6 separate regions of the Mus musculus genome follow, and regions 1, 2, 3, 5 and 6 are each linked to region 4. A link is a contact called in public ChIA-PET data. All regions are on one chromosome and are shown on one strand. Each heading gives the region's core, a stretch centred on a gene start, on an enhancer-like site or on the middle of the called end of the contact. The rest is flanking DNA. Distances are from core to core; before and after follow the strand shown. Region 1 overlaps Atp10a (ATPase, class V, type 10A). Region 2 overlaps Atp10a (ATPase, class V, type 10A). Region 3 holds the start of Atp10a (ATPase, class V, type 10A). Region 4 has its middle 6.0 kb from the start of n-TEttc7. Region 5 overlaps Atp10a (ATPase, class V, type 10A). Region 6 overlaps Atp10a (ATPase, class V, type 10A).

What was found. ChIA-PET counts read pairs in DNA pulled down with a chosen protein or histone mark.
Region 1: an RNA polymerase II ChIA-PET map of memory CD8 T cells shows a contact between it and region 4, with 3 times the contacts expected there. The contact joins two enhancer-like sites. A contact is called at or near these places in 2 of 484 Hi-C or Micro-C datasets (Th1 cells and regulatory T cells) and 7 of 115 datasets of contacts at active chromatin or transcription factors (CD8 T cells, the NIH/3T3 cell line, bone marrow-derived macrophages and 4 more).
Region 2: a contact with region 4 is called in an RNA polymerase II ChIA-PET map of memory CD8 T cells, with 63 read pairs. The contact joins two enhancer-like sites. A contact is called at or near these places in 4 of 39 promoter capture datasets (3T3-L1-derived adipocytes, liver, pre-B cells and 1 more), 2 of 484 Hi-C or Micro-C datasets (CD8 T cells and ventral hippocampal neurons) and 3 of 115 datasets of contacts at active chromatin or transcription factors (CD8 T cells, effector CD8 T cells and memory CD8 T cells).
Region 3: an RNA polymerase II ChIA-PET map of memory CD8 T cells shows a contact between it and region 4, with 116 read pairs. The contact joins the promoter of Atp10a here to the enhancer-like site in region 4. A contact is called at or near these places in 1 of 15 datasets of contacts at CTCF or cohesin (CD8 T cells), 3 of 484 Hi-C or Micro-C datasets (CD4 T cells, CD8 T cells and double positive thymocytes), 6 of 115 datasets of contacts at active chromatin or transcription factors (CD8 T cells, effector CD8 T cells, forebrain and 3 more) and 2 of 9 other capture datasets (adipose tissue and liver).
Region 5: a contact with region 4 is called in an RNA polymerase II ChIA-PET map of memory CD8 T cells, with 52 read pairs. The contact joins two enhancer-like sites. A contact is called at or near these places in 5 of 39 promoter capture datasets (3T3-L1-derived adipocytes, embryonic stem cells, hippocampal neurons and 2 more), 2 of 484 Hi-C or Micro-C datasets (both in CD8 T cells) and 4 of 115 datasets of contacts at active chromatin or transcription factors (memory CD8 T cells, microglia, pancreatic cancer cells and 1 more).
Region 6: a contact with region 4 is called in an RNA polymerase II ChIA-PET map of memory CD8 T cells, with 69 read pairs. The contact joins two enhancer-like sites. A contact is called at or near these places in 4 of 39 promoter capture datasets (the 3T3-L1 cell line, the C10 cell line and hippocampal neurons), 1 of 15 datasets of contacts at CTCF or cohesin (the NIH/3T3 cell line), 12 of 484 Hi-C or Micro-C datasets (the AML12 cell line, CD4 T cells, Th1 cells and 8 more) and 7 of 115 datasets of contacts at active chromatin or transcription factors (the NIH/3T3 cell line, bone marrow-derived macrophages, double positive thymocytes and 3 more).

What each region holds. Positions count from the first base shown.
Region 1 is chr7:58,820,391-58,825,219 of GRCm38.p6, forward strand. It overlaps Atp10a (ATPase, class V, type 10A), which reads left to right. Exons shown (of 21, transcript NM_009728.2): 17 at 3,910-4,110. Among named protein-coding and RNA genes, the nearest start is that of Gm39019, 92 kb to the left of the region's middle. Within about 2 kb of position 2,126, at least 83 of the 459 cell types and tissues checked have an H3K27ac peak or open chromatin away from gene starts, as enhancers often do. A contact at or near this core is called in CD8 T cells, effector CD8 T cells, memory CD8 T cells and 1 more, where this site is marked.
Region 2 is chr7:58,708,961-58,713,936 of GRCm38.p6, forward strand. The region is part of intron 1 of Atp10a (ATPase, class V, type 10A); the gene reads left to right. It overlaps Gm39019 (a long non-coding RNA gene), which reads right to left. Exons shown (of 5, transcript XR_003946773.1): 3 at 2,426-2,506; 4 at 560-716. Among named protein-coding and RNA genes, the nearest start is that of Gm39019, 20 kb to the right of the region's middle. Within about 2 kb of position 3,036, at least 77 of the 459 cell types and tissues checked have an H3K27ac peak or open chromatin away from gene starts, as enhancers often do. A contact at or near this core is called in CD8 T cells, effector CD8 T cells and memory CD8 T cells, where this site is marked.
Region 3 is chr7:58,656,631-58,661,288 of GRCm38.p6, forward strand. It overlaps Atp10a (ATPase, class V, type 10A), which reads left to right and starts at 1,572. Exons shown (of 21, transcript NM_009728.2): 1 at 1,572-2,285. The coding sequence starts at 1,825.
Region 4 is chr7:58,390,854-58,395,754 of GRCm38.p6, forward strand. No RefSeq gene overlaps it. Among named protein-coding and RNA genes, the nearest start is that of n-TEttc7, 6.0 kb to the right of the region's middle. Within about 2 kb of position 2,143, at least 25 of the 459 cell types and tissues checked have an H3K27ac peak or open chromatin away from gene starts, as enhancers often do. A contact at or near this core is called in CD8 T cells, effector CD8 T cells, memory CD8 T cells and 2 more, where this site is marked.
Region 5 is chr7:58,683,421-58,687,719 of GRCm38.p6, forward strand. All of the region lies in intron 1 of Atp10a (ATPase, class V, type 10A), which reads left to right. Among named protein-coding and RNA genes, the nearest start is that of Atp10a, 27 kb to the left of the region's middle. Within about 2 kb of position 2,716, at least 109 of the 459 cell types and tissues checked have an H3K27ac peak or open chromatin away from gene starts, as enhancers often do. A contact at or near this core is called in CD8 T cells, memory CD8 T cells and regulatory T cell precursor, where this site is marked.
Region 6 is chr7:58,747,648-58,752,620 of GRCm38.p6, forward strand. All of the region lies in intron 2 of Atp10a (ATPase, class V, type 10A), which reads left to right. Among named protein-coding and RNA genes, the nearest start is that of Gm39019, 19 kb to the left of the region's middle. Within about 2 kb of position 2,799, at least 98 of the 459 cell types and tissues checked have an H3K27ac peak or open chromatin away from gene starts, as enhancers often do. A contact at or near this core is called in memory CD8 T cells and regulatory T cells, where this site is marked.

The DNA.
Region 1 (4,829 bases), core at 876-3,375, 430 kb after region 4:
AGATGTGCTGTGAATGTTTGTGTCTTTTTAGGGGCTTTTAATACAAAGCCCTTCCTGATCTCTCCCACATGGTCCCTCATGTTTAATCCTAGTTCCTTCATACTCCATAGGCTTGCAGGATGGAACACAGGACCATCACAGAACTCTGACTCATTTGTAAGGTTTCTAGACATTCTCCTGAGAGGCTGTTAGACTGCTCTCTTGGCTCTGCCTCTAGCAGCTTGAGGCTAAGTGAACCAACAAAGAGACAAACTAAACTCTTGGGATAAATGAGAATCTAAACTTGTTCCAGAAATCTCACTGTCTAGGTACCAGAACTCCAGTATCAAAATACCTTGTCCTCTTCTGAAAAAGAGTAAAATAAGTTAAAAGGTTTAAAAAAAATTCTTTTTTTGTTAAATATATTTTATTTTATTTTTAGATTTTTATTAATATTACTTTATTTTTATTAGATACTTTCTTTATATACATTTCAAATGCTATCCCAAAATTTCCATATACCCTCCCCCCCTACCCCCGCCCTGCTCCCCTACCCACCCATTCCCACTTCTTGGCCCTGGCATTCCTCTGTACTGGGGCATATAAAGTTTGCAATACCAAGGGGTCTCTCTTCCCAGTGATGGACGACTAGGCCATCTTCTGCTACATATGCAGGTAGAGACACGAGCTCTGGTGGGTACTGGTTAGTTCATAATGTTGTTGCAGACCCCTTCAGCTCCTTGGGTGCTTTCTCTAGTGCCTCCATTGGGGACCCTGTGTTCCATCTTATGGATGACTTCTAATGAAAACCTTCATGCTAACTCTAAGCTGATGTCAGTATAGCTCCTTTGTATTCTTAATGGTTCATTCTGGAAACTGACACATTTTCTTTCCTAACCTCTCCCACCCACTGGCCTGATTACCAAAATGTCTTCTAACAAATGAATACAAGATGCTCAGAACCAATCAAGATATGGCTAATTGAGTAGATTTAGAAATTAAATCAGATTAAACTCTGCCTGGGACCACATCCCCAAAAAAAAAAGTTGTGCTGTTTCTGACCTTGTGAGTTTATGTGTCCATTCATTGTAAGCCAGTATTGAATTGCCAGCACGGTGCATCCTCAGATACCCAGAGCCTAGAGTTTCCCAATTCCCTCTGCAGAAGTGAATGGCCTCTGTAGAGTAGGCCAGAATGGAATGCAGCCTCATTTACTTCAGTCTTTTTAGTGGCAACTTAAGCACATTGCTTCTAAACCGATAGTAGGGTTTTGTTGTCTTGATAACAACCCATTACAAGTTGAAAATATCACAAATGGAAAACACATTCAGTCCACCTAGATCAACTACTATCATAGCTTTGTGGCACAGAACCCTGCAACATTGTTACCTTGCAGACAGCTGGGAGCTTTGGCTCAAAACCACTATCCATCATTTTATGAGAGAATAAAGCCCAGGCAAAGAACCAATCAAAATTCAAAATTTGGGTGAATGCATATTGCTTTCACCCTACATCAAAAACTTGAAAAAAAAAAAACTAAATTGAGGCCTCATAAGTTGTAGACCATGTCTGTTTGACACCTTTGGGTTATAGTTTCTTTTAATCTCCCCAAAACAAAACTAGGAATTAAGCTAGCTTATCTCTGTCATTCCCAATTCAGGTTTGCCAACTTGAGAAGGTAGTGAGAATAACATACTGTAAGCTTTCCAAAGTTTTGGAGGTAAATCGAGGCCAAAGTGGCAGCCTGACATGTGTACACTCTCCTTCTGCTCACCTTGTTAAGCCTGCCTTTGTTGGAGAACACAGGGAGGAGAATTAGCCTGTTTTCCTTCATGTAAGATGCAGGGCTTTGTTAAGAGCATTTATCCACATGAGGAGTTCAAGGGTAATCAGTCCTCACAGGAGAGAGTCATTAATTTTAAGAATAAAATGGCCTTTCCAATAAAGAGCAGAGAAGAACAGTTTCCATAGTAACCGAGCTTTGGGAATAAAGCTCTTTGGTACGATGAGAGGGGGCTCTTAATTATCTGAGTATTTTTCTTCCTGTTCCCTTTGACTCCATTTGCTTTACTATGACTCATAAGGCTGAGCCCACGGCGGGTGAGCAAGAGTGAGCTGTGGGCGGAAGGCAGGGGGGAAAAATCAATGAAAAGCCCAAGACTGTCAGTGGTTTGTGTGAAGGGGGGAAGGTTGCATATTAGGAAACTTAAGTCATAGATTAAAACAGTAACTTGGGGGATTTAGTCATCGCTTCCACCCACATGGACTAGCATTTCTTCTGATCCTCAGAAGCAATTTTCTAGGCTAGATACTAAAGCCCAGAGACAGGTAAAGTAGCTCTGCCAAGAGCTGGAGACATAAAGCAACTCTTTCAAGAGCCATGAAGAGCTGTAGCTCAGAACCCTCACTGGGCTCAGTGGAACATTCATCCACTCTATCACATCTCTTTTGGAGACTGGTCCCCTGCACCTTAAGCCAAGATTCATGTGTTTGAACAAGTTGGATGTATTGCTCATACTCTGATCAAGTGTTTTCATATCTCATTTCTGTAAATGTTAAGAGGACTTTGAGTGTGAGCCTCAAAGAAGGAAATGAAGACATTAAGCTAGGAAGAGTATGCCTCTGACAAGAGCTACAGTATTCCAGAGATCTAATGAGTGTTTTAAGGTATCAGATCCTTTACTTCTCAACATCCCCCACCTCCAGCCCCATGTAGGTCTCAGTGGTATGGCCATATCATGGACAGGGAAACTGAAGTAGAGAGGGTGATATGATCTATGCCAGATTACACAGTGAGTCTGAAAATACATTATATGTTGGGTTTGTATCACTATACTATAATAAGTGAAATAAATAAGTTATAAAGGAAACGGTTTTTATTTTGGCTGACTGTTAGAGGTTTGGGTTTATGGTGAGGCAGCACATCATGATGGGAATAAAGATGCTTACCCCATGGTTCTCGGAGAGGCAGAGGGAATTGGGTTTCCAGTATTCTGTTTAATGACATGCCCTCACTGACTTCCCTTCACTAGGCCCACCTGTTTTGACTACCACTACTCCAAATAGCTCTGCGATCTGGGAAAAGAGCTTTAACTTAGGGGCCTCTGGGAGACACTTAAGATCTGGACCACAGTGTTTTATATCTGTCATCAGACTGCCATGCTCCCCATGTAAATGCAGCCCAGCCACTGACAACCTGATCCAGTGAAAGTAGAAAGACCTACCTAACCCACAGCACTGCTGAGCAGGCTATTCAGGCTCTCTGCTTCATAACATCTGTATCTTGGCCTTGCACTTGTGTGTGCCTTCCTCTAATGGGAGCTGTTGATAATTTTTCACTGTTCTTTTTCAAATAGAAAGTAAAAATGGGAGGATCATGAATTCAAGGCTAGACTGGGCCACATAGTTAAACCTTGTCTCCCCCGACCCCCAAATAAAGGAGGAGAAAAGAAAACACAAAGAAAATGGGAAAACAAGAGGACATGGGCTCAGAGATCTATCCTAGGGTAGTTGTTTGGGAAGAAAGGAAAATGAAAGCCCCAAGGAACAAGCCACAGGCCCCCTTGAAAAGTGAGCCATTATAAGCCCCAGTCACACCTTGATTGTTTAATGTTGATCATCTCCAACTCCTCTGGCACAAAAATCTCATCTCTCCCTAAGATGTTCTTAGGAATTTTAAATTCCTGTTTCAAGTCTCTTGAAGATAGGAGGTTGTGGTAGAAGAGGGTATGAGGCAGGCTACAAGAAGGCTGGAATTTAGGGCTGCCTTTTGGGAAGAAATCACTGCCTAGTCACTTAACCTACAGAAAATCTCTACAAGGATCTTGGGTCCTTTAGATGAGTCTCAGTAGTGACAGCAAAAACAAAATAAAACTAATAAAGAAACAGACAAACAAAAACTGTTCTAAATGCCTTTGTTCTCTCTTGCAGATGTTTGTGGGTCTCTTGTTTTGGTTCCAGTTTTACTGTGGCTTTTCTGCATCTGCCATGATTGATCAGTGGTATCTGATTTTCTTTAATCTGCTCTTCTCATCACTTCCCCAGCTGGTGACTGGGGTGCTGGATAAAGATGTTCCAGCTGACATGCTGCTGAGAGAGCCACAGCTTTACAAGAGTGGCCAAAACATGGAGGTAAGCTCCCTGTGTCTCCCAGCCCTCCATTCTCCACTCAACCTTCCAGAAAGTAAAATTCCCCCAAATCTCTACTAATAGACACCCCTGGGAAAAAATTGAAGTTGTAGAAGGGATGCTGTCTGCTAGGCTCTGTAATACATTGTGTTAGCTTTGCATTGCTAATACAAAACACTTAGAAGAGACGATTGTTTGCACAGAGGGTTCTGGCAGTTGCGATCTAGGATAGGGCAATTCCAGTTGCGCTTCTGGTGACAGTGCCTAATCATCAGGGCAATGGTGAGAAACACATACTGGAGCAAACTGCTCATGTCAGGAAGCAAAGAGGAAGCAAACAGGACCTCATCATCCACTTAGCAGCATGGCCACAGTGACTAAGTGACAAAGTGTCACTTCCTGAAGCTTCCATCACCTCCCCCAAATGCCATTGCATTCATGAAAGCAAATACATGAAGGTACATGGAGTAAAAACAGTTTCCACCTCTGCTTTCTCCAGAAAAATCTTCAGCAAATCTGCCTTGGTCACAGGTGGTAAACAATTTCTCTAAAGCAGGCCAAATTAAAGAAGAAACAAAGTGTCACTTTCGACTTGAATTAAACAACAGACTCACAGGGTAACCACTCAGTGAGCAGACAGATGCTTACATTAGCACTAGATATTTGGCAAACTGATGGCCAGTTGTCCCAGCTAGCCCTTAAAGTAAAGCATGTATGCTTCT
Region 2 (4,976 bases), core at 1,786-4,285, 320 kb after region 4:
CTATCTCTGGCCTTGATGTTTGTACTGGATAATTGGGTTTCATGGAATTAAACCTCTGCTTTGTGACTTGGGTATAGGGAGTGGAGGGTATTCTGTTCAGGTATGCAGAACTAAACTATCTGGAACTCAGTTGTAGCATCATTTTCTTTAAAAGGACATTCTGGTCCCTGAAGAGAACTTTCTTACAACCTTATTGTTCACAAACCAGATGGATATTTCCAGTTTCTAAGGCACATTGTGTACATACAAAAGAAATACAAATATTTGCACATGTTGTCATCTATTTTCAAAAACAATCCCAGACTCTGACAGACTTCATAGTACCATGTGATACAGCAGGCTCCATCTTTATTGTGTCCTTGCCCTCGTCTGGGAAATTAAAACTAGTTCTTTTCACCTTGTCGTAGACACAAAATGACTTCCCAAACTAGAAAGAATATAGTGCCAAAAGCAGTGTGCAATAGCTTGTTTGAAGAAACTGACTCCCGTCAAGCCAGTTTTACAACTCAGCATCTCTAGGGATCACAAGGAAATAGATACTTCACAGAGTCCCACTTACCTCAGACAGTGATGATGAAAGACAACTGGGTTTGGATCCATGACTCATGGTGTTGATCAGCAGCCATTTTCAGAGAAACTAGGTAGATGGCACCATCTCCAGTCTGGTACCCTCTGTTCCCTGGCACCCTTGCAGATTCTTGCAGACTGGTTTAATCCTGCTGAAAAGGACTAACTTTAATTGTCCATCTTGCCAGTTTGCCCTTAATAAGTTATGTCCATTTTTTAAATAAGTTTAGAAATGTCTTTATCTTTCTCTCATTTTGAACATACATTTTTAATGTAGAAAGTTATAGGATTCATCTTTCTTTTTTTTTTTTCATTAAGTTTTTTTTTTTTTTTTCAGTCTCCTTTTGCTTCATTGTTTGTTAGGAGGTTTGGTAATTGTCTTTCTCTCTCCCTCCTTGAACATCATTACTTATTTGTATGTTTACAATCTAGTTGTGGAATTTTCAGCAGTTTTGTGAGCCTGGGTCTAGCACCCCTCCCCTCCCCTACCCCTTCCCCACTTTGGAATTCATGGAACATTTTTAATTTGTGGCTGTAGTTTTTCATCATATTTGGAAATTTTTGAAAATTATTTCTTTAGCCCCAGCCTGGTTTCTGTTTACAACTGCATCAGCTTACTGTTCTTGCTCTTTTTGATTTTCATGTCACTCACGTTGCTTCCTCAGTTTCAGGATCTCTCTCTCTCTCTCTCTCTCTCCCCCCTCTGTTCTTATAATCGGTTAATCTGATTTATCTTTATAGATTTTTAAATCTACACAGTTAGTTCACATCCTTAAAAGTATTTTTAAAAATGCATTCTATGCATGTCTGAACGTGCTTGAATTTTTCTTCTGACATTTCAGACATGTGGACACATCAGCTGCCCAACACCCCTGTCAGGTCATTTCTACCATCTGTGACATTTCTGTATCTTTCTCTCATAGATTCTTACCCTCTGTAGTGTGTACAATTTCCTGCCTCTTTTTTTTTTTTTTTTTTTTTTTTTTTTGCATGCCTGCCTAACACCTTTTGGTTAGAGGCTCCCATGGTGCACTGTGCCTTACTGAATTGTGGTCATTTATGCTCCAGTATAGACAGATTCCTGAGTGGTTTTTAGATGAGCCTGGGTACATTCAGGGTGGTATGGCTGTAGACTCCCAAGGGGTTTTAGAATCAGCTAGCATACTCTGTTTGTTTCTCTGGAGGCCTCCTTTGCACTTTGCCTAGGTGGGATCCAAGCAGCCCTTTCTCCTGGGCTTACTTTTCCCAACGACTGAGATAGTATCTACCAGTTCACCTGTTGGCCTCTGAAATGTCTGATTTATCTCTCCTGGCTGGTGAGAACTAGAACTGTTGTGGAGATGCTCAACTCAGCATCTCTGACTCCTGCTCCTCTCTTTCCTCATTAAGACTTGGCCAAAGCTCCGGTGGAACCCTCTGAAGACCCCAAGAGGGTACTTTCTAGGGCTTCACTCTGCAACTTCTTGCTCCCTTGCTCCCTCTATACCCTAAGCTCTATGGTTGCTGAGTTTGAGACCAGGGTACTGCCATGCTCCTTGTCTTATTCCAGAAGACTACAGGAAAGGAAATGGGCTGACATGAAAATGACATGCTTTTGGCCTTACAGTAGAATCATTATCTATGTTTCTATCATTTAACGTGTAAAACACAAGTTAAAAATGTGTCACTTGTTTGTTGTAGGTGGGTAGATCATGGGCTGTAATGGCGTCTTTGTCAGAAGTGAGGTGTGGTCATTGCTGCAAAATAATTTATATGGAGTTGGGGCTCTTGACCACTTTTTAGAGTACTTGCAACATGCATGAACCCCTAGCTTCAGTCCCCAGCATCGCATAAAACCAAGGACATTGGTAGCACATACCAGTAATACCAGCACTCTGAAGTGGAAGTGGGTGTGTGTCTGCCAAGGTCATCTTCTGCTAGGAAGGAGTTGGAGTAGATCCTGTCAAAAATAAGAGAATTATACTTTGTTTTTTTTTTCTTAAAAAATATCCAGTTCAGAGGTTAATAATGTATTTGACTGCCAAGAGAAAATAATACTATAAATAGTGTGTTCCCATGAGTTGAAAGAAAAATAAAGGCAACCTGCTCCCCTCCTCCCCCCACAAAATCCAAACCAAAAACGGAGCAAAATGAGTATTTTTTTCCTCTGTACTTGAATCAGGTTGATTGTAGATAAATTAAGACTTAGATACTATCAGCAAAACATTCTTAGAGACTTAGGAACAAATGTAAAGTGTTCTAGGGGAAGGCTTGTGGGTGTGCTCACGGCGCCCTGCCTATCTTCCTCCGCTTTGAATGAAAAGAGAAATGTATTTATTTTTATAGTAATATTTCCTTAGAGTGATTGTTCAGCAGTAGAACACAGCACTGCATATTACAAAGCAGAAACAAACAGCTTTGTCCCGTGTACAGAGCACGATATGAAACTACAGAGGCTCTCTGTGGCAGGCAAGAAGCTTCGGGCCGGTTCCTGTTTCCTGCTTTGTTGTTTTGAGTGTGATGGATACCGTGGTCTTTGCCAGCCAATACTCAGAAACTAAGAGAGCAGTGAAAAAAAAAAAAGACATTAACCTGAAAAATGATTGTGGTTTTAACTCCTACCTTTCAGCTAGGAGCCAAGCCCAGCCCACAGTTTCCAGTTTTAATCTTAGGAAACATTCACTCTGCCGTGTGTGTGTGTGTGTGTGTGTGTGTACATATAAAGTATTTTATTGAATATTTTATTATTTCATATGATGTATTTTGATCAGATTCATTCCAACTCTTCCCCATTTCTTCTTCCTAATCCATCCAATCTCTCTATGCTATCCCCTCAACTTGCGGTCCTCTTTAAATAAGTCCATATTGCATTTATTTAAATCTGTGTGTGTGTGTGTGTGTGTGTGTGTGTAAGACTATCCATTGAGATTGATAAATAAATAAAACTATCTATGGAATGGAATAAAACCATTAGATAACCATAGCTCCCCAGCCAGGGGTGGGAACTCACAGAACCTGTTTTTATTTCATGCTAAAATGTTGACTGGCTTGATCTTTTGCAGGTCTTATGCAGGCAACCACTGATGCTGTGAATTAATGAGTATAGTGGTCTTATCATATCCAGAAGACACTTTCGTTCTGGTCCTCCCCAGACCCCGGCTCTTAACACTCTTTCTGCTTCCTCTTGCATGATGGTCTTTAAGTCTTAGAGATGAAAGTGTGATTGAGATTCACCAACTTGGCCAAGCTCTCCCCTGGCACTCTTCACTTAGAACAGTCCTAAGTTTCTGGGTTAACCACTATTGACAGCATCAACAAACTTTGCTGATGAAGTCTGAGAGTGCACGAATCTGTAGCTGGAGGGATATGATTCAGGGAACAGTTTAATACTAGGTCCATTTACCTAAATAATAGTAATAGGATCATCCCTGGACCTATGAGCTCTAAAAGCATGTGGTATTGGTCAGATTTTCAGTACTTAGGTATGTGTTTCCTTCTTGTGGTGTGGGCTTTAAATTTAATAAGGAAGAAGATTTAACCCCCAAAATGTACATTCCACTCTTCTATTTATTTATTTATTTATTTATTTATTTATTTATTTATTTATTTGGTTTTTCGAGACAGGGTTTCTCTGTGTAGTCTTGGCTGTCCTGGAACTCACTCTGTAGACCAGACTGGCCTCGAACTCTGAAATCCGCCTGCCTCTGCCTCCCAAGTGCTGGGATTAAACGTGTGCGCCACCATGCCCGGCTGCCACTCTTATACCCATAGATATAGCTTGCCATGCTGGTCATTATTAGAGTTCACAGAGTTCACAACTAGGTATGACTGTGAATGGATTTTCTTCCTAATTATGATTAGATCCGTTTCAGAGGGAATAGGTGTTGAATTAGGCTATGAGAGCAAGCGTTGACTGAGTCTGTAGCATCTCATTTGAGTCTGTGTATCTAACAGGGCTATAGCACTCACCCTGCCTACAACTTCTGGTAGCATGTCTGTTTTCCTCTGGCACTAGGGCATTCTGTTCTGTCTTAGTACTTACATTAATGAGGTCCAGCCTGGCTTGACGGGTGGGGCCATGGAAGCCTTAGGAGGCCAGGTGGGTTAGGCTGGGCTGTTGTGGGCATTGTTGGGATGCTGGTTCAAGCATAGCAGGCACTGATGGTGTCTTCCAGTCATCTCACAAAAGCTTTTAAAATCTCCTTTCTTGTAAGTTTTCACATTACTTTCTACCTATCATCCTGCCACAAACACTAAAAATAGCAGAAGTCCTAGGCCAGCCAGGGCTAGGTAGTGAGATTGGCTCTAAATAAGGAAATAAGTAAAAACAGTAGCATATGCACCATCTCCAAGGGATGCTTATTTTCTGCTGGGTCAGAGGGAGCTACTGTGAAAAACCTGAGGAGTCACTGAAGTGTGGAGTCTCCATA
Region 3 (4,658 bases), core at 322-2,821, 270 kb after region 4:
AATGTTTTTCTTATCTTGGTTTCACCCTTCAAATTTGAACCTCTTACTGGGAGTGGATATTTGATAGGGAGGGAAATTTTCTCTTCTCTTCTCTTCTCTTCTCTTCTCTTCTCTTCTCTTCTCTTCTCTTCTCTTCTCTTCTCTTCTCTTCTCTCTCTTCCCTTCCCTTCCCTTCCCCTCTCCTCTCCTCTCCTCTCCTCTCCTCTCCTCTCCTCTTCCCTTTCATTCCTTCTCTCTTCCCTCCCTCCCTCCCTCCCTCCTTTCCTTCCTTCCTTCCTTCCTTCCTTCCTTCCTTCCTTCCTTCCTTCCTTCCTTCCTTCCGTAGCTGTTACTTTACTCTTCTAATGCTGGATTCTATTGACTACTATGGGCTTGGTCAAGGATGATAACCTCCAATAGCTGGGTAGCATGTGAACCAAGGAGCACAAGGTTGGACACCCAAAAAGAGGGATAGGAAAAGACAAGTGATTTTTCAGTAAAGCCAGATCAGGACCCTCAGAGGAAGTACCCAAAGCTAGCAAATGGTGCTGAGGTAGGGAGAGAAAGGAAGGACTAGCCTGTTAAAGGAAGAGGCTAAGGTCCTCAAATCTGAACACAAAGTACCCCAAAGTTATTTCTCATTTATTTGCCAGCCATGCTCTCCTAGACCACAAATATCCCCATTTCTCATCTCTGTATCTGTAAAGAGGCACACGGAGTGGAAGTTGTGGGCCCCTACTTCACCTGTAGTATGCTTCCCAGCTCCTTCCAAAGTCACCTTCAATTTCCCAATATTCAATGTATGTAAACTCCTCTCTCCCATCAACAGGAAAGGAACCCTTTGCTCACATTCCCTCAGCTGCCCATCAGGCTCCCTCTCTGCCCAGTCTTTTTCTAGATCTCTAGAACAAAACTGCCCTAGGGAATCTCAGTCCTTGTTTACCAGGCAGGGAAACAGTGACCCAAATGTTTCTTTGGATCTATATTATAATCTTCTCTTCTATGAAGAAATTTAAAAAAAAGTCCTATTTGGGGAACAAAGAATGTTGAAGGTAATTCTAGAAAAAGAAAATTTCCAGTTCACCAAAAAATTATATCTGAAAGTAAGTGCAAGCTGGAGGGTAGGGTGTTTTTTTGTTTTTTTTTTTGTTTTGTTTTTTTTTGGGGGGGGGGACAGAAATAGTGACTTTATGGAGAGTACTTAGGTGGCAATGCGCTTTTCAAAACATAATTTGGAAACTGGAAAATCGGTATACTAAGGATTCTGGGTTTAACTTCAAATGACCCAGCCTTGAGGAGGTCCTAAACCAGCTCTCCAGACAACATTTCCTGGTCCTGGATCAAGTCTGTCTGCTCTAGTTAGAGCGCGCGGGCTAGGAGGGGATGGGGCGAACTGATACTCAGTCTTCCTCTCTTAGTGGCACAGTGAGTTTGCAAACTCTCTGGGACTAAACTGGATGCCTCAGAGAAACGAAAGTAAAGCTCTCTAAAGTTTCCAGCGCGGGCTCTTTTTGTTTCCCGCTATCCGCCCAATCTGAATCTGGGCGCTGAGTGAGGGCGGGGCAGAGGAGCCACCTCGGCGGAAACCGCCCAGGCCGCCTGGGTGGCGGGAGGGGACTGCGAGGGGAAGAGCGCCGAGCCGGCCCGCGACCTCCTGCCCGCGGGGACTAGTAGACCTGGAAGTCTGGACAGGCTGCGCGGGCTGGGCGGGGCTCGGCACGCTGACTGTGGTGTCTGTGCGTCCCGCAGGAGGGGAGTCCGCGCTGCCGCGCCCGGGCGGCGGGCGATGATCACCTAGGAGGCTGGCGCGAGCGGCAGAGGAGCCGGGCGCGGCGACACGCGGCCATGGAGCGGGAGCTCCCGGCGGCCGAAGAGTCCGCATCCTCGGGATGGCGGCGGCCGCGAAGAAGGCGCTGGGAGGGCAGGACGCGCACGGTGCGCTCCAACCTGCTACCGCCTCTGGGCACCGAGGACTCCACGATCGGAGCCCCCAAGGGCGAGCGGCTGCTGATGCGCGGCTGCATCCAGCACCTGGCCGACAACCGCCTCAAGACCACCAAGTACACGCTGCTGTCCTTCTTGCCCAAGAATCTCTTCGAGCAGTTCCACCGCCTAGCCAATGTGTACTTCGTCTTCATCGCGCTGCTCAACTTTGTGCCGGCTGTGAACGCCTTCCAGCCGGGCCTGGCACTGGCGCCTGTGCTCTTCATTCTGGCGGTCACAGCCATCAAAGACCTGTGGGAGGACTACAGCCGACACCGCTCGGACCATGAAATCAACCACCTGGGCTGCCTTGTCTTCAGCAGGTGAGCCAAACTGAGCATCCGAAAAAAGGGTGTTGAGTGTGACTTGCACGAGTCCAGGATGGCCCGCGGAGTAGCCTGGGCCAGGTGAAAATCATTCATCCTCAAAGATGCAGGGGTGCACACAGGTCCCCTGTTCCAGATTAGCACTAAACTTAATTTCTAAACTAGAACGAACCAATGGTTGGCATCTGGTTGCACGTGTTTAGTTTCATCCACATCTGCCCTTACCCTATGCCTAGAATATGATCACCTGAAGTCCTGGCCTCAATCCTTGGCCAAGTCACCATGGCATTTAACACACAGGAATTTATAGCTTGGTCTTAGATAATAGATGTTTTGGGACAAAAAGTTCTGATTCATCGGGCACAGATTAGATTGAAGGTCAGGCAAAAACAACAGTCCATCCATTTAAGTTAGCTATGATCCCGCCACAGTCTGGGTACCATTTTTTAGTCTCCTTGCTCCTTCTCCCTGACCCTGCCGGTGCCCCTCTCTCTCCCTCTGTCCTCCTTTGCCTCTCCTTTTCTTAGGCTTCTTCTTTCTCCACCTTGCTGCAGTGTTTTTGAGATAGGATCTCAATGTAGCTCAGGGTGATGACCTAGTGATGAGCTTCCTTCCTTAGTTTCCCCAGTGCTGGGACATGCCACGAGCCATCTTTTCCTTCCTTCCTTCTTTCCTTCCTTCCTTCCTTCCTTCCTTCCTTCCTTCCACCCCCCCTCTTTTTCCTTTCTCTTTCTTTCCTTCTCTCTCTTTTTCTCTTTCATTAGTTCTTTTTAAAATTAATTAGTTAATTAATTTATTTTTCACTCCAGATTTTATTCCCCTCCTGGTTACCCTTCGACTTTTCCACATCCCATACCTTCTCCCACCCTTTCTCCACAAGGATGTCCCCACCCCTCACCCCACCAGACCTCTAAATTTCATGGGGCCTTCCAGTCTCTTGAGGGTTAAGTGCATCTTTTCTGATTGAACCCAGACCCAGCAGTCCTCTGCTGTATATGTGTTGGGGGCCTCATATCAGCTGGTGTAGGCTGCCTGGTTGGTGGTCCAGTGTCTGAAAGATCTCGGGGGTCCAAGTTAATTGGGAAATTGGGACTTCTAGTCCTCCTACAGGGTAGCCCTCTTCCTCAGCTTCTTCCAGGTTTTCCCTAATTCAACCACAGGGACCAGCAGCTTCTCCTTCCTTCTTCTTCTTTTTTTTTTTGTTTTTTGTTTTTTGTTTTGTTTTCTGAGACAATTTCTTTATGTAACCCTGTCTGACCCACAACTCACTCAGTAGGCCAGGCTGGCTTCTAATTCAGAGATCTACCTTCCTCTGCCTCCTGAGTGCTGGGGTTAAGGGTGTGGGCCACCACTATCCCCCTCTGGCCAAAACTTGTTTCCAGTGGAAAAGAGACCTTGAGGGGCTGCTTCCCAGGTTGGTGACCTGAGAGTTACTTCCTTCTGATGGAAGTCATCTCTCAGAACCCCAAGGCTCTGATGTGAGCCAGGGTTTCCTGGTGAACTTTCTCCCTTTATTCCCCACCTGGATATCCACATGGAGGTAGATCACCTTTGGAGCTCTCTGTTCATCAGCTGGAGCACCCCTGAAGAAAATGATGTCTTGGCCATCATTTGTAGTTCAGTTCATTGTTTGTCTCTGGCTTACCTTGTTGGACATGGCTTCCTAGTTGGATGATATTCTTCATGTTCAGTTTTTTTTTTTTTTTTCTTTTTTCGAGACTGGGTTTCTCTGTATAGTCCTGGCTGTCCTGGAACTTACTTTGTAGACCAGGCTGGCCTCGAACTCAGAAATCCGCCTGCCTCTGCCTCCCGAGTGCTGGGATTAAAGGTGTGCGCCACCACTGCCCCAGCTCATGTTCAGTTTTCACCATGCCTGAAAACACCCTAAGAAGCCCTGCTTTTCAGTGGCAAGTTGAGCCTTGAACATATGAGTGATGATGTTGAACTTATCCCTTGGGATAACTTAGAGGACTGGACATCCTTTTCTCTATACGAGAGTTTTCTGTTTTGTTTTTGATATGGGTCCATGTTGTGTTGCCTAGGTCAACTTGAATGTTTTGACTGCCTGAGCAGTGTTAAGGTTCTGAGAGGTTAAGTAACTTGTAGCTACTGCAGAGTGGTCTGAGCCTCAAACAGGTTTCTCACATTCCTATGCTTGCGGTTTTTAGACTTTTTGTAAGAACCACTGGCACTTTTTTTTTTTTTCTAAAGTATCACATCTTCAATGTGTTAGGCTTAGCAGATTTGGGAATAGGCCCAGGAATGAGTATGAAATAGCAAAGATGTGATGCTTATGTGATGGCCCACATTTGCGTAAGGCCCGGTGCTTGCTCTGGAGAGGCGCTCATTGGCTAGTCACCAGACATGATG
Region 4 (4,901 bases), core at 893-3,392:
ATTCTCCATTATATGGGACTAGAGTTCCTTGGAGAAAGGTTGCTTCAGAGACTGATATGGGAAGTATATAAGATAAGACTAGTGTGTCATATTGTGGAAAATCAAGGAAGTACACAAATATATGTAATAAATAATTAAATAGTACACAATGATATTTCTTGTAAGAAGAAAAATATCCTCATTGAAGCCACCAATTCAAGTCAGTTCTAATACCATTGACCAAGAGGTAACATTGGCTCCCAAAATCTACCCTCCTCATGAAGGTACCAGCTGATAGCCTATGCTGTTTTCACCTGTGTACTTGACCCACCTCACCAGCTTTAAACTAGAATTAGTATAGCTCCCTTCTTGGGTTCAATTAATATGCTAGACAGGCTCAGAGAATTCCATTTATTATAAAGGATGCTGCAGAGGGTGCATAGAAAGAGATAATAGAAAAGTGGTAAACCCTTTACTTTGGGGTTTTTATTGGTGGTGTGAGGGGGGATGGAGGGTGATGCTGTTTTGGTTTTCTTTTTCTTTTTCTCTACAGTGATGGGGATAAAATCAGGGGCCTTGTGCATACTGCACATTCTACCACTGAGCTGCATGGTCATATCTAGTGGATTCTTGTGGAGACTTGACTACATATGCATGGTTGAAGGAATCGCCAGCTTTGGGCGATAATATTTAACCTCCAGCCTCTCTCCTCTGAAATTAGTGAGTCTTAATTTCACAATATCAAACCTTAAGAAAGAATCAGGAGGAAAAAGAGGGAAAACCAAAGGCAAAGGAAGATAAATTGGGGTGAGATAAGCCATTGTGTGCAACTGAATAATAATTCACACATGAAACTTTAAACTTTGAGTAAGTCACAAAAATAGTATGTGTGTCTGTGAATCTTATGGTGTGCTTGGAGTCCAGAAGAGGGCATGGCATTCTTGGGAAGTACAGTTATTTGCTGTCGTGTGCGTACTAGGATTTGAACCTAAGCCTTCTGGAAGAGCAGCCAGTGTTTTAACCTCTGAACTATCTCTCCAGACTCAAAGTTTTTCTTTAAGAGTGAATATTCTTGTCTTTCTTTTCTTTTCCTTTCCTTTCTTTTCTTTTTCTTTCTTTCTTTCTTTCTTTCTTTTTTTTTTTTTTTTTTTTTTTGGTGTTGTTTTTTGAGACAGGGTTTCTCTGTGTAGCCCTGACTGTCCTGGAACTCACTCTGTAGACCAAGCTGACCTCCAACTCAGAAATCTGGCTGCCTCTGTCTCCCCAGTGCTGGGATTAAAGGCGTGCATCACCACTACCTGGTGAATATTCTCTTATTGTCTCTCGGTAGTAATTTCTATTATCATAATGCCTATGGACTTTGTACATGGGAGAAGATAATATGAAAACTTTTATTCTTCTTTTCTTAAGACATGTTTGTATACAATATAGCTGTATTAAAGCTCTTAGAGTGTACTGAGAAGAAATGAATCGCTTTTGGCAAGTTACAGTATCAAGTTTCTCATAAGGGAGAAGAAAGATGAGAAATAGCCTTCAGAAAGGCACCGAGAGTCAGTGAAGATGTGTCTGCGTGCTGGAGTACTTATCTTCCCCACACCCTTGGAGTGATCCCCAGCACCATAATTAAAAATAAAAATGTATCTTTCTTCTGAAAGAAAGAGGAAAGTCATTTATATGGCTTCAGCAAAGAGCTTCTGAAAGCCTGTTTTGACAGAATGGGGGTTCTGAGAGCATCAAGACATAAGATCAAAACGCCCACAAGACTAAGATGAGAGGAGAAATGCCTCCCTTGTGAAACTCAGCCAGCTCTCTTTTAAGCAAATCTCTTGTAAAGTTTTTTTTTTCAATTCAGTGTCTAGATTTGCACAATGTAAATCCAGAGCAGAGACTCATTGGACAATATATTATTTACAGTCATGTCTGGAATAAAAGGCTTACAGTTGTCAGCAAAGACATAGTGAGTCTTCAGAAATATTTGTTTTTTAAACATGTTTCATAGTGGGTCATCTTCCACAGTTTTCATCAGCTTAGCTGTTTCAGAAGGACCTGTGTGGGAGCCACTTTTTCCTATCAGCCAAGGCTTTCTTCCTATTCTGAAGTGCTTCTCAGATGAATACTTTGTGTATGCCAACGGTTTCTTGAGGTTGGCACTGTGGTTTGAGTCATCTTAGTGAAACTATGACAAAAAGATGCGCCCAGAGTGAGAGTTAGAGTTGGGCAGACAAAACATGAACCAGAATCTGAGTATGGGGCAGGTACAATTATACCAAGAATACTGTGTGTCTGCAGTAGTGGTTCCTGTGTGCTCTTAATCTTAGGAAGTTGGTAAAGTTAAGCTTTTGTAATTAGAAGCTTTCTAACAAAGTTCCAAAAAGCACAAACTTCAGGCATACAAAAAAAAAAAGGCTAAAGATTTGAGATGATCCTAGGCTAACCTACTCCTCAGGATCCTACTTAGGAAAAATTTTACTCTCTCAGTACTTGTAAGTGTACAGATGAAGCATCTCCATCGTGGGTCCAAGATACACATGCTGGAAAAAGGGTATTAGACTACCACATGTTACATGCTAGAATGCAATGCTGAGACAGAAAAAATACAACTAAGGATGAGTAAGTAAAAATTACTAGTCAGTTAAATGCCTTAGAGGGTAAAGGTGCTTGGTGGCAAGGCACATGACCTGAGTTTGGTCCCCTGGACTCTTCTGATGGAATGATAGTACCAACTTCAGAGGCTTGTCTTCTGACTTCCTCATAGGTGCAATGGTACTAGCATGCTTCCCAGTCTCCTTCCCAACAATAAATCAATAAACAAACAAAAAGCCCAAGTAAGCAAATAAATAAGTATAATTTAAATTTTTCCTACATCCTAACACACAAGAAAACAAAATAAACCCAATACTAAAAGCTTCCTATGAAATATTGGAGACCTGCTTAGGTAAGAGCAGTGCAGCACTGAGGCTGCCTCGGCTGTGTTATGCCACTGTGATTTAATGAAGGACCAGCAGGTCACACTTGCTTTAACAAAGGTTGATGACTAGGTACAGTGAAGGGAGTGTATACAATATAGAAACGGGGGTGGGGGGTGTTAGCTAGCAGGGCTAGAAATGAGCTACATGATTCAGCTTCTGATTGGGTAAGTTAAGGAAAAACCTAAAGAAGCAGAAGACTGCTGTCTTCTGATACCACTTGAGAGTGGAGGACATTCTACAATGGAGGGTTTCAAATAATTTAGTTTATAGGAAAATCAAACAAACTAGAGACCCACGTGATGTAAACTGACAAGGATTTGTAGTTGCTAATCTTAGCCAAGGAAAGGACACGTGGTGTTTTGTGAGTGACAAATGGACTTGTTTTGGTCTGTGCTTATACAAATGTAAGTCATATCTCATGGCATCCATTTAGTGTTTCTTTACGGATACATATTTAGGACTAACCACATGAGATTAGATAAGCCACCAGGAAGCTCTTCACTGCAGAAGACTGATTCTCCTTCAAGAATGGAAGGTTTTAAGCAAAAGGTCATGCTAGGAGACTCCCTAGAGAATCAGACTGAAAAGGAAAAAGGCTGAGGACACAGACCACATTTAGAATGCCAGAAGTTACTATCCAGTATGTGATTAACAACTACTAAAGGTGCTGAACATGGACTAACAAAATCATTAGACGGAAGACCTGAGACAAGTCAGGCAGCTTTACAACAACTTGGGAATACCCTAAGGAGGGCATGTACCAAACAAGGGCCATGGAACTGAGAGAGCTGCTGGAACAAGAGCTTAGAGCTCTTGCCCTACAGCCCCAGGTTGAATCCCACAAGTGACTTTCAGCTTCTGGGAACCTCATTTCTTCTGACCCTTTCCAAGTCCCAAGGCCATGTTCTAATAGTTCTGTGATTTTATAAAAAAGTATAAACAGTATGGTACTGACACAAAAACAGATAGATAGTTTAATGAGATAGAACCAAGGGCTCTGATATAAGATCCGATACCTACAGTCACCTGTTTTTAGACAAAGATGTTGAAAATACACAATGGAGAAAAAGAAAGGATCTTTTAAAAATGGTGCCAGTAAAACTGGATATATACAAGTAGAAAAATTAATCATGATTCTTCTCTCTAATGCTGTACATAAATAAATAGCAAATGGATTAGAGATATCAGTGTTATACCTGAAACCCTAACAGTTCTACAAGAAAGAATAAAGAGTACAAGTCAAAACACAGCTTCAGGAAATGACTTTCTCAATAGGACTCTAGTTTCCCAGGAAAAAAGAACCATCAATCAATAAGTGGGATCTCATGAAACTAAAAGTTTTTTGTCCTGCAAAATATATGGGTATATTTAGACTCAACAGGTTTTTTCTTTTTTGTTTTTGTTTTTGTTTTGTTTTGTTTTGTTTTGTTTTGTTTTAAAGAAGAACGTTGGAGGGTATGAAGTTGGGGGTGGATCTGGGAGGAGTTACAGAGAGATATGGAGGATGAATATGATCAAAATATATGGTATGACCAGAGAATTAATAATAATACATATTCTCACTTTCTAGCAGCATGAGGGGTAGGGGATCTTCATCATACTTACTGCCACACCTTGCTTCAAAAGTAAGAGAGCCAAATGGCCATGGGCTGAAACCTCTGGACCTGTGAGATAAAATTAACTCCTCGTCTTTTTACATTGATTTATCTCAGGCATTTATTACAGTAACAGAATGCTGGCATGCAACACAGTAATCTTACATCACTGGAAAGAAACTCCACCCATCAAAAAATTTCATACATGTGCTGAATACTGTGCTGTGTTCTTGCATGGACAAGGTAGGAAATCAGTTATGGCTTTTACCTTGAGGGTGACTGTGCTGTGTTTTAGGGGTTTAATGTTTTCATGGTGGAAATGGTGAGAAATATAAGCCTCGGGAGTCATCAAATAAGT
Region 5 (4,299 bases), core at 1,466-3,965, 290 kb after region 4:
ATCAGAGCACAGAGAGGCTTACCCACCTGATGTCCCAAGAGCTTCCATCTGTTTCTATGGAGCTGATGTTCAGCCAGGCTCTTACTGGTTACTGTGTACCCTTTCTCATTTTTAAAAAGATTTCTTTTATTTTTAATTATGTTTCTGTGTCTCTGTGTGGATATGTGCATATGAGTGCTGGTGCCCACAAAGGGTAGAAGTTTATGATACCCCCCAGAGCTAGAATTATAGGTGATTGTGAGCCACCCTTAGACCCAAGGAGGACTTTGTTGTCTTTTCTCACTTTCCATCTTACTTTTTGAGATAGAATTGGTCATTAAATCTGGAGTCTACTAATTAGGCCCGAGTTGCTGGCCAGCAATCCCCCTAAGGATCTACCAGCTTGGTGGTTTGAATGAAAATCATCCCATACAGGATCAAATGTTTAATATTTGGTCCTTAGTTGATGAAGCTGTTTGGGAATGACTAGGAGCTGTGGCCTTCTTAGAGGAGATTTGTTGCTGGAGGAAGAGTTTGAGATTTCAAACGTTAAAGCCATTGCATTCCCAATTAGCTCTCTCTGCCTTGTGCTTGTGTCTCCAGATGCACTCTCTCAGCTACTGCCTGCTGGAGTGCTCTTCCTCACTCTGATGGTCATGGGCTCTAACCCTCTAAATTTATATAAGCCACAAATAAACTCTTTCTACTATAAGTTGCCTTGGTCATCGTGATTGATCACATCAGCAGAGAAGTGACTAAGGCAAGCAATATTCTGTGCCACCCATGCTGAGGTGATAGATACCTACTGTTAGTCACTGTTAGCTGGGGCTGAGCAACTGAACTCAGGTTCTCAGGCTCTTGTAGCAAGCATTGAGCCATCTCTCCAGCCCACTCCTCCACCTGGGTTAAGCTGCACACCTCGAACTGAAGAATTTCCTCCGGTCTCTGAGTCTTAACATTTTTGGAGCTGCAGTCCTTGGAAGCTTCAGCACACCCCAGTGTGGGCTGGCGTGGTAAAACTTGGAATGTAGCTGACCCAGCCCAGACTGAGGTAGATGTCTGAGGGCTGGGCCTATTATTGTTGTCAGTTCACCATAGAAAAATGTGAAAACAGAGACTTTTGGTGCTAGAACAAGATGGTATCAATTCACTTTAACCTGCTCCTCCCTGTACAACTTGACCTTGGAAGTAGTTCAATAGGCTACAATCAAAAGCCAAGGGATAATAATAGCAGGGGACCTGTAGGATCTGAGGACAACTGTCCGGGGCTTCTGTTCTAACTCCAGGTGCATCCAGCCTAGGCACAGGAGATCAGAATCTGAACCACTTGTCTGTGTAGACAAAAGCATTCACAGCACAGCTTAAAAAAAGATACTGTGGAGGCCCCATGGAGATCCAGGGTACCTCATGTCAGGTTCACAGCTAGGGTACCAGTCAGCAGGATGACCCCTTATTGTTCCACCCTTGTCTTCATCAGAGAATTATCTCATGTCTTGCTTGTTTTCAAATTGTGTTCTTTGTTTTGTTAATGTTGAATTTTGAGTACTTGTCATCATCTTGTATCTCACCGTTTTAAAATTTTTAAATTACATTGTGTGTGTGTGTGTGTGTGTGTGTGTATCCATGAGTATGTGTGCTCCTGTATACTCTAAAGAGGTCAAAGGACAACTTATTGGTTCTTGTGGGTTCCAGGAGTCAAACTCATATGGTGAGGCTTCCGGGCAGCTCCATTATCCTGTGAGCCATCCCATAGGTTCCAGTATGTTACCTTTCTGTACAAGTCAAATAGCTATGGTATAAAGAGATGTGCTAATGCACAAACACTGCTCATTATCCCTGTGCTGATTTAGGAATGCCACAGCCCTTTACTCTTGATGTTGGCATTGTAACTGTTAATGAGGGGAGGGCAATATGAACCACTGTTGGCACCAGGTAAACATGTTAACACACTTACTACAAGACATAGCATTCATAGAGAAATACTATTCTATTGTGTTATGAGATGTTCCTGAAATGCAAAGCTTATGGGTAGAGAGGCACCTACTGTTTGAGATGGATATATACTGAACACAGAGCAGGGTGAGAAAGTTCTCAGTTGGGGAGGTTTCTGAAACCGTGCTGATCACTAATGGTGAGGAAGGCTGCTTTAGTTAGGACACTAGTGCTCTGCAGTGTTTCCCATCTTTCTCTTGCTTGCTCAGGGAAACAGTTTAAGGACATATCACAGACAGTACTATTATCAGGAGCCACAGTTCTTAGAGGGGTGCTTCTCCCCAGAATCCCTAAGGGCCTTTACTGCATAATGACTTTCAAGATGCAGGGCATGAAATTTACAGCCACAACACTGTGAACTTGCCAGATCTTGAAAGCTAATCAGGGTTGGGCCTGATTAGTACTTGAATGAGAGGAATTTAAAACTTGATCTGAAGTTGAGTGATAACACTTAGTTGTTCAATCAAATTTTTTTTAAAGAAAAAGTCTATTCCAGGCTGGAGATGAAAGGGATAGCTGGGAGAACTGAGCCAAACCCTGAGGTTATAATTCTAACACTGTACAGCCTTTTGCGGAAAGGCCTCTTGGACTTGCACACTAATATGTGGCCACAAGGTCACACAAAAGTGGCTTTATGGGGGTAGGGCTGTGTCACCATCACTTAGCTGGATATACAGTGGGCCCTTTTCCATCTGACATTCTGGCACCTGTACTCCATTTGTTAAAGGAAATGGATGGCTAGGCAGATGACTAATGTTCTAGTGTCTTCTTCCTGTGTTTGTAGACAGGTAACTCAGGGCAACGAGCCATATATCCTTAAGCTTCTTGAATTCTTTTTCAGAGTAATGCACTCTTTACTTTTGGGATGTGTTAGTTGTGCATTGAAAAGTCCACTTTAAAAACCACTCTTGCATGGGTGAATATCCTTAGTCCAAACATCTCAGAGCACAACACAAAGCCCCCTTTGCTCTTGAGCTGCTGCTGACCCTGGAGCCTAGCTAGGTCTCACTCCTGAGCTTGAGTGCTTTTCCTCTCAGCCACACGAGTGCTTCGATTGCAAGCATGGACTGTGGATTCAGTTGTTAGAAATTTTTCGATGCCAGAAGTAGAAAGTGTTACAATGATAGACTATGGTCAAAGGGAAGGTGCACTCAAGTAATGAATAAAAGTCACTTCATGCTGTTTGTTTTAGGGGAATTATAAATACATTTGGACTTGGGAGCTATGCTGGCTAGTTTTTATTGTCAATTTGACACAACTCAGAATTACCCAAAAGAGAGAACCTCAACTGGAGGTATGCTTCAACCTGATTGGTCTGCTGCCGTGTCTGTGAGAGCCTGATGTGGGAGGGCCTGACCCACCGTCACTCGTCACTTGGGCAAGTGGGCCTGGGTTGTGTAAGAAAACCTAACTGAGAACGAGCCAGTAAGCAAGCGGGGAGGGAACTTCCTTCATGGTTTCTGTTTCAGCTCCTGTCCTGACTCCTCTCAGTGACAGTCTGTGACATGGGAGTGTAAGCCAAATGAACCCTTTCCTCCCCAAGTTGCATTTTCTCAGTGTTTATCACAGCAGCAGAAAGCAAACTAGGACAGATGGCATGCCTAAGACACAGTGCTACAGTATAGTGACTACACATACATGAGCATTCCCAAATGGGAAACATTTAAGTGTGAACCACTTTTGGTTCCAAGCATCTCGTATAAGGGATCCTCTACTATACCTGTTTCTGTTATGTTTGAATTGGAGCCAATGAGTACCCATGTTACCTCAGGAAAACCTGCATGTCTGGTTGAGTACATGTATAAAGTGCTTTTTCAAGTGGCTAGCTCCTTCTAACAAGTGAGGTGGACTCCCGGCAACTCTAGATGAGGATAAGGGTAGGTCTGTACTCTTCCCTGTGCAAGTCATAGTGTTGCCCATCTCTATGGCCTTGACATCCCCCCTGGCCTTCTTGTTCTGTAATTATTACAGCTTCTTAGTACTTGTATCACTTTCCAGAGCCACCTTTCTACCGTTTCTATATATATGAGTTTGGTTTGATTTTTAGCTGCTATTTCTGAGTAAAATTATGTAGTATCTGTCTCTGTGTGTCTGGCCTAATTCATAGGTTCATCTATGTTGTTATAAATATTAGGATTTCCTTTTATTTTTTTTGTTGGTAATAGATACATAATCTCTAAAATACCATGTGATGTTTTGACAAATTTTCTTTCTCTTTAGATTCTGAGTAGTAGTTCACGGTGCCTACAAGCCACACTATTTATTCATCATTGAACACTTAGGTTGATTTATTATCTTGGCTATTGTGAATAGTGTTGCAGTGAAATG
Region 6 (4,973 bases), core at 1,549-4,048, 360 kb after region 4:
TTTCCCAGGTGTGCACTGACATTTTAATTTTTTACTTATACTGAAAATACAATACATTTCATACAATATATCCAGATTATGGCTTTACTTCCGCCTACGTCTCCCAGTTCCTCCCTATCTTTCCTCCCACCCAGACTCAGACCCTCGCAGATCCTTGGTAGAAAACAAACAAGCATATAAAGAACAATAACAAAATACAATAAGCTAAAACAAAGCAAACCAGTAGGGATAGCACAAAACGGGGGAAAAAAGACCCAAAGAAAAAGCACAAGAGGATGCAGAGGCACAGGTTTGCATACACGCAATCCCATGGAGACATAAAGTGGGAAGCCAAAACTATATATGCAAAGGACCTATAAAGGTTTTTTTGTTGTTGTTGTTGTTGGTTATTTTATTTTATTTTTTAAAAAGATGCTCTGACTCAACATTATGAGACAAAGACCCTCCCCAAATGCCACTGAACTCATTTTTGTTGGCTGTCTACTTCTGAGCATGGGGCCTGCCCTTAAGAGTGTTTTGTTTCTTCAGTGAGACTCCCTTTGAGAAAAACTAATTTTTTTCAAATAGTTGGAGATAGATTTTGGGTCAGTAATGTGTACATTTCTCTTTTCAGCTCTGGGAGCCCACCTGGTGCGGACCCATGCAGGCCCTGTGCACGCTGCCGCAGTCTCTGAGTTTTTATGCGCATCTCTTGTGCTGTGCTTGGAAGGCCATATTTCCTTGTTCTCCATTCACTTTGGCTCACACACTTTCCACCTCCTCTTCCACCAAGTTCCATGAGCCTTGAGATTTGTTGTTGAGGGATTTGTTGGAGGCATCCCATTTATTGTGGAGGATTTCAAGGTCTCTTATTCTCTGCATATTTTCTGGCTCTGGGTTTCTGTATTCATTCCCATTTGCTAAAGGAGAAAGCGTCTCTGATGGCTGAGCAAGGCACTGATCTTACTCATAGATTCCCATGGGACTCTATTAACCAGCAACTCAATTAGATGTAGCCAAGTCCAGACTGGGAACTTTCTTTGGTAATGAGACATGTTCAGTTGGACTCTCTCCCGCCTATTATTTGGTGATATCATTTAAATCTCCATTATATATTTATATACAGTAGGAAGCTTCTACTATATTAGGATTCTCTATGAGCCCTCACATGGCCCTTAGTTTTAGCATCCCTCTCTGTATTTCCTCTCTTGCTCTCTCTTTCCTCCTTCCCCCATTTGATCTTCCCATTTCACTCCCCCATCTACAAGTCCATCCTTAACTATCTATTCTTATTCCTAGGAAGATACAGCCTTCCTCTCTACCTCCTTACTCTGTACCTAGCCTCAGTGATTATATGGTTTGTAATTTATCAATGACTTAACAACTAGCATCCACATATAGGAGGATGCATACTATATTTGTCTTTCTGGGTCTAGGTTAGCTCACTCAGGATGATTTTTCTAGTAACATGTATTTACCCATGAATTTCATGATTTCATTTTTAAACAGTGAGTGTAATAGTCCCTTGTGTAAATGTATCTCATTTTCTTTATCCTTTCATCTATTGATGGACATCTAGTTTTCTTCTAGTTTCTAGCTATTATGAGGAGAGCCACAAAAAAACAAAACAAAACAAAAAGTTAAAAAAAAAAAAAAAACAAAAACCAAAAGGAAACCATGGTTGAGCAAGTGTTTTTTGCAACAGAATGAAAGTTCCTTTGAGTATATACTCAAGAGTAGTATGGCTGGATCTTGAGGTAAACCCTTTCCCAGCTTCCAGAGGAACCTCCAGCCTGAGTTCCCTAGTTGCTGTACAAGTTTGGATGAATACTCTCCTTACTCTACATTGCTGCCTGCATGACTTGCTATTTCTTATATTGATCTTGGCCATTCTGTCTGATGTGAGATGAAATCTCAAAAGTGTTTTGATTTACACTTCCCTGATGACCAACGATGTTAACCATTTCTTTAAGGGTTTCTCAGTCATTTGAATTTCTCCTTTTGAGATTTCTGTTTAGATCTATACACTATTTTTAAATTTGGTTGTTTTCTTGATGTTCAGGTTTTTTTTTTTTTGAGTTCTTTATATATTTTGGATATTGATCCTCTGTAGAAGGTGGAGTTGGTAAAAAATGTGTAGCCTGTACCTTTGAATGGTGGTGTCCTTTGGTGTACGTAGCTTTTTAGTTTCACTAACACATTAACTGTTGATCTGAGTACATATGCGAATGGAATTCTGTTCAGGAAGTCTTTTCTTGTGCTAATGACTTCAAGACTATTGTACATTTTGGTCCTCTGGAACCTAAGTGCTGCCAACTCTTTCAACATAGACTAAGCAACATAGAAACTCACCCGTTAAGTCTTAACAGAAAATGTCCAGCGGAATGGAGGAGAAAGGCAGCTTGTGTCTTGCCAAGAGAAAGTGATGCCTCATATGAAGGTATGAATGATACTCTTGGCTCATATCCCAGCTTCTAGACCGCAGGGCCCAGCACTGCTCAGTCATCTCTGCTCATTTTCACTTTCGGTCTGGAGGAGCTAGGAGTAGAGACACCTGCTGACGTGTTTCAGCTGCCAGATCTAAGGGTTTTTACAGCTCTAGTTATGGGCAGCATAGCTGAGGTCTCCTACACACATATTTTAGACTACTAAAATCAAGAATTACACATTCTGGAACTTAAACCTGAATTTATTTTCTCAGTCCTGGAGACTGGACGTTAGGGGTCAAGGTAGGGTTGGCTAGGGCTTGGTAGGGTTGGCTCCATCTGAGCTGCTCTCTTCAGTTTGTGGGTAGCCATTTCTTTAGTCTTCACTGGTTCTTTCCTCTGTGACCTCATCTCCTGTCTTTATAAGGAGACAGTCACAATGGGTCAGGGCCTACTCTAACACTCCATTTTAACTCACATCTTCAAAGGCTTGTTCCATGTATACAGTCATATTTGGTAGTTCTGCATAGGACTTTGAAAGAGGCACAATTCAACCATCAGTGTATTTTCAGAGGGAACTTTACTCCATGTGCAGTGTCAGTCACATTGGTCATCTCCATGAGCTCATTCAAGCTCACTCTGCTCCCAGAGGTGGAAAGTGCCTTTTCTTGATGAATTTCCGGCCGGAAAAATCAGCAATAGTAGAAGAGAACCTTGGCTCAGTAATATATGGCTCCATTCTTCCAGAAAGCTGACTGTCTGTGTATTAATGTGCTAATTACTAAAATCTGGGAATGACAGGGCATCATAAGGAGCCAGAATCTGTGATGGAACAATATTCAGAACTTGTGCTACATGGATTTATTTGTTTGTTTGTTTTTAGAGATGTGTTAAATGTCAAGCTATTAGTTGCCAAGACAGAAGAATCTTTTTCCTCAAGTTTTTTGTTTTTTTTTTTTCTTTTTTTTTTTTTTCTGTAGAAATAGTGAAAGAACACCTTTCAACCCCTGGCTAGAATATACTTTTTATTATAGGATTTCCTTGAGGGAAGACTAATTTCCACTGGAAGAGATATCTTGTGTTTCCCAAGTTGGTGTTTGTTTTACATTACAAAAAGAGCCGGGCCTTGGTTTGCTTTGTTCCCACAGTTAATGAAAAAATAGCAAGCACAGATCTGCTGAGAGTCCGTTTAGAAGCCTGACCTTGTGTTGGAGGTGGGCAGGGTGCTGCTGGACTGGAGGAGTGGGGCACATCTATGGCTTGGGCCCCTGCTTTTCTGCCGCATTATAAGCCTGTATTTCTAAGACTGCATCTGTGAAATAACTGCATCAGAAAGCATGAGCACTGTTTTAAGCAAAGGGAACAATTTTCCTCTGATTGCACTGTCCACCCAATGTCCTCAGTTAACTGTGGCACGAGCACTGGGAAAGGTTTAGTTCTGACCTCTCTCCACTCTCCTGGGCTGGGTCTTGACTGACAGCGTTTTATTAGTGGTCTAGTCACTTCCCGATCAAGCTCAGTCCTGCCTCTGAAGTCTCTCTGACCCTGTGTGTTCAGGTACACGTTCCCTGAAATGGTGGCCACTGTTTACCTGTACACACGAGCTACTGCTAGTGCAATCAGAACGTGATCCTCACCAGGACCCAGCAGGCTTATTGAGTCCATGTAGCAGGACTCAATGAGCCTGCTCTTGCTCCTTCGCCTGCTTGCTGCGTGAGACTGAGTATCTGCTAGACTTCCATTCACAGCTGCGACTGAACCATTGTTGGGAATTGGGCTGCCAACTGTAAGTCATCAATAAATTCCTTTACTATTTAGAGACTATCCATAAATTCTGTGACTCTAGAGAAACCTGACTAATACAGAGTAATAGTAGAATAGACCTTTTGACCCACTATTGTGAGGTAGGTCATGTCCTAAGATTTCCCTGGGTTCTAAAGGGTCCATGCTTGAAGCACTGTGTGGTTGCTTCTTTGTCTTCCGAGCGAGGATCTAGGTTTAGAGAGGTCTCACTTTTTAGTCACACAGCAAGCCCAGCATTGAGGCTCCAGAGACTGTCTACCTCATGTGCCTTCTGCTTCCTACCTGCGTTATTTCATACACACACACACACGCTGTGTCTGGCCTGTCCTGCAGTTTGAACACAAAAGCTTGGCTCCTTCCGTTGCCTTCCCAAGCTGCTACATTACGCTGTGTAGTCTCAGTCTCTGCAGTCCATGCTTTGCAGCAGCAGCTGCCAGGATGTCATTCCTAAATAATAGCTCTGACCTTGGAACTCTGGCTCAAGAATTTCACTAGAAAGACACACTTTGAGCTCTCTGGTGAAATAGAGGAATGGATCCCTAGACCAGAGCAAATGGCAGGTTATTTGATTACCGTGCACAAAGAAAACAGCCTAAGGAGAACCTATGCGTGCCGAGAATCCAGGAAGAGCAAAATGTCTATGCATATACATATCTTTACACACAATACTACACTATGGGGCTCACTTAGGGGCCGTTGGTTTGAAAGGGAGTCTGCACTAAATTGGAATATTGACAAAACCCTTGCTAGATTATTTCTGAAATA